Linked DNA regions of Anas platyrhynchos: region 1 is linked to region 2. The links are chromatin contacts, called in public Hi-C maps. All regions are on one chromosome and are shown on one strand. The core of a region is the stretch at or near the end of the contact, and the rest is flanking DNA. Distances in the headings are between cores, read along the strand shown. Region 1 holds the start of DTNBP1 (dystrobrevin binding protein 1). Region 2 has its middle 53 kb from the start of MYLIP.

Region 1 (3,411 bases), core at 152-2,651, 93 kb after region 2:
AATTATTAGAGCTACTGCTGACAAAAAAAAAAAATTTTGAAAATATACAAAAATATACAAGACAGAAGAAATGAATGTCTTCTCAAAGAAAAGGTGAACAATGAAAGGTTTAAACCCCTCTTTTCTGAAAACTTAAATTCCCATAAATTTTATATTACCTAAGGCCAGATTGCAGAGCTTTTGTCAGCATTTGTAATTTATGTCTGTGAATACATCAAACTTGCTGATTCAAGCCCTTCTCCTCTTCGTCTGGAGAACTAACTATCCATGAAATGGAAAGTCTATACTTTCAAACATTGTCAGCCTAAGCAAGAGAAAAATAGTGTATACATGTCATATGCTTTTTTACAGATCTTTATATGCAGCCTGCCATGAAAGCAGTCTTTCTGATCTCAAGATGAGCTACAAAATTTCAACGCTTGTAATGACCACCCCAGTCATTCTTCGCTTAGCAAGCATTTACCTCTTGTATTAAGGCCACAGAGCAACATTGCTTTTCGACGGGCCCCTTCAGAAACAATCTACAGATCTCATTCTTCTAACAGTACACAGGTAGGGGGTGAATGCAATTATAGTGTTAATTTTCCAGTTGAGTGGGTGTACCTAAAACCATTATAATTTTTACAGTATGTAATGACTCGCACAACAGTCTCCCTCCGCGTACATTCTCCTTGTAAGCAATGATTTCAGTGCTCTCCACTTTCCTTAACATTTTTGGATTTTTAGCTAAAATTGAACAGGTTAAGTATGTATTTTTTTTTCTACTTTCAGCCCCCAGTTGTTTTTATTCTTATTTAAATATTGGAGTCTCATTTAAATGGAAACTTCAGAATTCACAGATCCATCTAAACCCTGGGTCCACGTTCCTCAAATACTAACTGAAAACATCCAGTGGGGGGGACAATCTTTATGTTATAGTGACTGTAGATGAGGTGTTGTCCTCCAGCAAGAGGAAAGAGTAGCTGATTGTTATGAAAAGGTCTGGTTCCACCTACGTTGACCCCAGACTCCTAAATATCTGAAAACAGGTTGATTGCTTGATAAGATAGCATTGAGAAGCTTAATGAAAACACTTTTAAGGCTTTATTAGGAAGGACGATTCCCTTGAGCTCGCTCATACACTGTGCCCACTGCGGCCAAATCCCTCGAGGTGGTGGCGAGCAGGAACCACCTCATTTTTTAGGACACCCCTCGCACAAACTTCAGGGATCCAAACTCCCCTCCCAGAGCGTGGGGGGCTCTAGATACAGCTGGGCCCGGCTTTTCAGCGTGCCAGGAGCACAAAGCAGGAGCCAGCCGCCACCATATGGGAGCGGACGGGACAGGGCTGAGGGTGTCCCAGCAGGTCACTGTGGCAGGGCTGCGCCGCCGCCATATTGGGGCGGAGGGGGCGGCCCTTCCCGGATGCCGCCTCACACCGCCCCCGACTCCGCCCCGGCCGCGGGCCGAGGGTGAGGGCGGAGGGGGGAGCTTCGCCCGCCGCCGCCACCGGAGGAGGAGGAGGAGGAGGCCGGGACGATGTTGGAGACGCTGCGGGAGCGGCTGCTGAGCGTCCAGCAGGACTTCACCTCGGGGTGGGTGGCACCAATTGTCCCTGGGGGGGTGGCGGGACCGCAGCCCGGCCGGGGTGAGGGGGAAGCAGGTGACCGGGAGGGAGGAAGAGGAGGGGACCGGCGGCTGTGGCGCTGGGTGTGGGGAGGGAGAGGCTGCGCTTTTGGGAGGGTGGGCAAGGCGTGAATGGGGCCGATGAAGGCGCTGGGCTCGTTGACGAAGGTTGCGTGGATCCGTGTGATATCGCCCTTTGCTGCCTGAAAAGCTTCTCTGTGCCCTGGAGGATGAGAGTTACCGTCACGTGAAGGAGAGGAGCGCAGGAGGAGCGGAAGGAGCAGCTCCTTGCTGACACTACAAAGATACTCTTCCTACACTGCCCCACTCCAAAAACACTCTTCCTACACTGCCCCACTCCACAGTACAAAGCTATTCTTCCTACGCCGCCCCACAAGCTCTATTTTTTTAATATACACACTGGATCAATGCTATATTTAGCACCAGCAGGTGGTCCCAGGGAGTGTTACTGGAAGTCAGAGGATGGCAGGGGAGCAAGGTCACGCCTGTGCTGCGAAGCTCCAGGCTCCTAACGAGCCCCAGGAGAGCATCGTGTTGTAATCGATTGCTTTTGAGAGCTGCCTGGCCTCTGGCTGTGTTGAGGCTGCCTGATAATATCTCCATGGTAAACATTTATCTATAGTCAGAGACATTTCTGAACTCCAGAAACCTACGTACTTTATAATGACTTATTTGCAGCAGTTTACAGTGGACCAAAGAAACTGCTACAGTAACTACCAATCAGCCACACAAGTTGCTGGTGTTATCTGTCTTACCATAACAAACATGAAATCCTAAGAGTATAGACCAAGGTATTGCTTTACTGCTATATTTCTGTTTTGCGGTTATTTTAAGAGCTCTTGTTGTGTTAGATGCCTCAGTACAGTGTAAGATTCTTTTGGAAATGGTGTCTTTAACATGATGAAACAGGGTAAACAGAAAGGCCTGTGTGTGATGGTCACTTCACTTCGTCTACATAACCGCTGTTGCTGCTGGGGAGTCAGTAGGTTTTCAGGTAGTCTCTAATTTCCCTTCTTCCTTGTGTTGCCATGTTTTATTCTGTTTTAAAAGCAGTTTTTATTGTTTGCATCTTTGTTTCAGGAGCTCCATTAATGTGTCCTCCTTGGGGTGTCCTTTTAACTTCTTTTTTTTTGCAGTGTAATTCTTTGTTGCCATTAAGAAAGTGTATCTTGAAGCAGTGGTAACAAAGGCTGTGGAGTGCTTACTCCTTTTCCCATACTGTCCCCTTCATGTCAGGCCAGAACATGAATTGACCTGTTTTGCCTTCCCTTTCCCTTCTGAGATAATGCAACCTCAGTGCCAGTGTTTCAGATTATCCTTTTCTTTACCCCCACCAAAGCAGTAGTAGAAGTGGCCAACTTGCTAACTACACATGAACGACTGCGAAATGAACAGTTGAATTGCTTCTAACATTGGGAAGGAGAAGCTTTTCCAGGGCTCCTAAGGAGAGAGCGTCTCTTCCAAAGGCATAAGGGAGCACCCACTTACAGCTGAAGAAGATTGAATCTGGGGTCACGTAGAAAGAACACTTTGAGGTTGTTAGCCAGTTCTGTGTACAGAGAAATGTGTTCTCCTTTCCCCTGCTCAGATGTGCCTCCTGTCTGCTTCTGTGTATCCTGTGAGTGAGGTGCCTAGATTTTGACCCATTTACCTGCAAGCAGTCTCTTGCAGGAGAAGGGGGGGGGGAAAGAAGCAAGCTATCTTTGTGCTCAGGCAGTAATTTGTGTGCTTCGGCCGGCTTCAGTGATGTGGTTCACGCTGCCTCTACTTTGTACAGAGAACACT
Region 2 (3,530 bases), core at 201-2,700:
GGAACAGCTTGTATTACTTCATTCATCAGTCTCTTGTGCTGCTCTCTGTTCCCACGTTATTCTAACTTGAGGTATAAAAAACATTCCTGATTCATTTAATCTTTTATATGTAGCAGATATCAGACCACGAGGAGGGCAAACAGAGTGAAAGAGACAAAGCAAAGCCTATTAGGTATATGTGAGTCAATGAAATTGCTCACCTAGAGGTGAAACAAGATATTGGATGTGAAAGGCTTTTGTTTTTGTAGTTCTTCAAGAAATATTTAGACTTCAGAAAATAAATGTGTTAGATGTTTCATAAAGGCCACTCTCTGTGCTTAAACTACTGAACTGAAGTGCTCAGATGAAAAGGAGAATTAATTAGAACCTGTAGGAAAAGGGGATCTGCTGCAAATTAATCATATCCTTTGCATGCTGCAGGAGAAAGAAAGAGGCTGGCTGATTACCTAAGAAAAAAAGGAAGAGCAAATATTTTTTGATCTCAAAATCAACTGATCCAAAGCAATTTGCACCTGACCTACTAAGGATTATGTATTCAACAGCCTGCAATATAATGTAAGCTAACTTGAGTCAAACTGGGTGAAAGAAAACAGAAATTAGCTGGAATTGAGATCCATTCTGATGTGCTTAAACTATTTTCAGTGCTTGAGATATGTTGTTTTAAACTGCCCCAAACTTTATGACACTGCACGAGCACAGACTTCTTGGATGCTTGTTTCCCTGCAGGAAGTGACACTATGGTTGAACAGGAAAGATGGAAAATAACTGAATTTTAAGTCAATTTGAAAGTCTTTTTTTTTTCCTCAAAAGTGTTTTATGTTTAAAACACTTATATTTGGTTTATAATTTTATGTTTTCTATAGATTTTTCCCCACCATTTTAGACGTCTAAGTAAAACAGTCTTTTGAAACAAAAAGAGATGCTTTTAAAATTTAAATTTTAAGGAGGAAAACAGCTTGCTAATCAATTTGAGTGTGGTGGTAATTTGCCCATACTTTTGATCAGTCTAAGTTTTCAGTATTTGACATTTTAGTTTTCAGTATTTGATATTTTCTTTGATCTGTGCTGGTCAGCATTTTTAATGTATTTAAATAAAAAACGTTAGTTATCCATGTGCATCTGCTTGCCTACATCATTCTGCAGTCTTAATATCAAAATTGGAATTTGACCATCATTTGGTCCTGCTAACAGAACCTGGACCAATGAGCACGAGAAAATTATACATCCCTGCCTTGCTCTTTTCCCACTTCAGGGTATTAAGGGAATGTCATGAGTGACTGTAGACTGTAAGACATGCATCCATTTAAAAGATTTCCATCCTCGGCAGACACAACAAAAGGTAATCTCCCTCCGTGCTTCCAAGGACATCTGCAGTGTCTTACACTGTCTAAGAAACATACAGTTCCTCAGCTCTGTTTCTGAGAGGGAAAACAAAAAGGAATTCAAGCATACAGCGAGAACCTTGGAAACTGTTGTGACTGCCAGATAGAGGAGCAAATCTGGATAATAGGACCCACGTGACACATGCTGACAGCGTGTGCTCTGCCTAAACAAGAAACAACTATGGGATTTAGGAAAGAGGTGAAGATTGGTGCTTCAGAGCAGTGTCTTCAAACCCACAACCAGTGGAAAGATAATAACCAAGTACCTGAAATATCTTCCCTGGCGTAAAATGACTTAAATTCTACTAAAACCTATCCCGAACTCCTTTCCAATGTGAAGATTTAGAAGGTAGATTATTTTGTCTAATGAATAGAAAATAGCTGTTATCCCTAGGACTCATTGTGTTTTCATCCTTGTCTTAAAATGATTTTGCTTTCCCCATCCTTAAAGCTCATTGATTTAGCTTTGAGACAGCTTTTTATGTCCCAAGACACATGTTGGGTCTGAGTGCCATTTAATGCACTCCAAAGAGCTGAGATACCACGCAGAAGTTACCTATTGGGCAAAAAAGTATGCTCCCATATGTATATAGAGGAAAACAGTTTCAGAACTGTAGGCATGAATTTTCAGAGGTAATTAAAGGGAAGGAGTTCAACAGCAAACACCTCTGGTTGTATCACAATTACGCTGGGGACATCTGCAGTGCCTTGAAAAACACTAGAGAGGAATATAATAGAAACAGCACAGCCTAAGGAAAATAAAGTCATCAGTCTTTTAAAAACAACACAAAGTGTTTTTAAGAATTGTGCAAGGACAAAACGAGTGGACGAGGTTTGGTGAACAGAATACCCAGGTATTCCTTGCAGATAATTCGTGCTTGCTGCAACAAACTGCCCCTTCCATCTCATATTAGCTAAGTTTCAAATGACTGTAAGAAACGAGCCAAGGGAATATGGCTGAAACAAATCAATGAGCAATACCTGTCACTGAGTGAGGCAGGCAGTGCCCCGCGAGGGCACAGGCTGCATTAAAATGTTTGCCAGTTTTTTAGACAGGCAATTATCACCTCAGTCTTTTGTGGGCCTCTGATGTAAAATGTCATACTCACACACAAACATGTTCTCTCTCACTTCTGCATTTGCCATTTTAACCGTGTGTCTCTAATTGAGCTCTTTTGATGGGAATTAGCGAGACACTTTAACACGACAGCCCCAGGAGTTCACCTGGAAGAGATGGGGATCAGCAGGGTCAGAGAAGCAGTCAGACAAGTTAATCGTCCTCTGAATATGAAAACGAGAGAGGAGGGAAGCAGTCTATTATGTGCAAATCACATGCTTTCAGGAGAGGGGCCAACTGAGCTCCGTAAAGCTTGTGCCCCACAGAAAGTGAATGGTAAAAGGATTTTGGGGGGCCAGTCAAATCAGAACCATACAATTATGTCTTACCAGAAATAAGTAGCTGAAAGAGAAAGAAACTTGCTACATATGGATATCCCTGGAGAGGAACAGCTGATGTCTTCTGTCCCTTAACACACTTAGCAGGCTCTGAAGGAAGCTTCTAGGACTCTACTTCAGCAAGTGAAGACCTCTTCTTTTTCTCACCCCTGAGCTTGCTTACCCACATTAGAACATCAACAGCAACAATTTAGTGCAGCAACAGCATCACCGAAATTACCTCAAATGCCTCATGAGCATGGCCTATATATAGAGAGAGAAGAGACAGGACTGTCAAACTGCAGCTCAGACCCATGCTATGGCCCAGCCGTAACAGATTGCAGCTTAACACAGACCTAGAGGGATTTAAATTAATAATGTAATGAAAGAAGGAAACCCAGAGAGTTATGCTCTTGTGAACACAACTGATTCTACCTCTGTGTTTTACTCATCTCCAAGCAGTCTTCTAAAGGAAGGTAAAACACCTCTAACAAGAGTTCATTGTACCTGGAAGATTGAAAAGCTTCTCATGAAAGACAAAATTGTACGTGTCTCATCCTAGCATTTATGTTATTGTTCTGAAAAGCACAAAAGAGAAATGTTTAGACATTGGATTGTCAGTCTCTGGGGTAAGAGCTGCATTTTCTGTGTATGTCTATAGTGCCTAGCACAATGAATACCCCTGCAAGCTAAGTAGGTAGTAACTACTTAGAG

Evidence for each region. A called contact is a pair of places that touch in the nucleus more often than the background predicts.
Region 1: a contact with region 2 is called in a Hi-C map of small yellow follicle, with 2.5 times the contacts expected there. The contact joins the promoter of DTNBP1 here to the enhancer-like site in region 2. A contact is called at or near these places in 2 of 8 Hi-C or Micro-C datasets (F5 follicle and small yellow follicle).

The regions. Positions count from the first base shown.
Region 1 is chr2:107,399,837-107,403,247 of IASCAAS_PekinDuck_T2T, forward strand. It overlaps DTNBP1 (dystrobrevin binding protein 1), which reads left to right and starts at 1,402. Exons shown (of 10, transcript XM_027451261.3): 1 at 1,402-1,574. The coding sequence starts at 1,519.
Region 2 is chr2:107,306,936-107,310,465 of IASCAAS_PekinDuck_T2T, forward strand. No RefSeq gene overlaps it. Among named protein-coding and RNA genes, the nearest start is that of MYLIP, 53 kb to the left of the region's middle. Within about 2 kb of position 1,451, at least 4 of the 8 cell types and tissues checked have an H3K27ac peak or open chromatin away from gene starts, as enhancers often do. A contact at or near this core is called in F5 follicle and small yellow follicle, where this site is marked.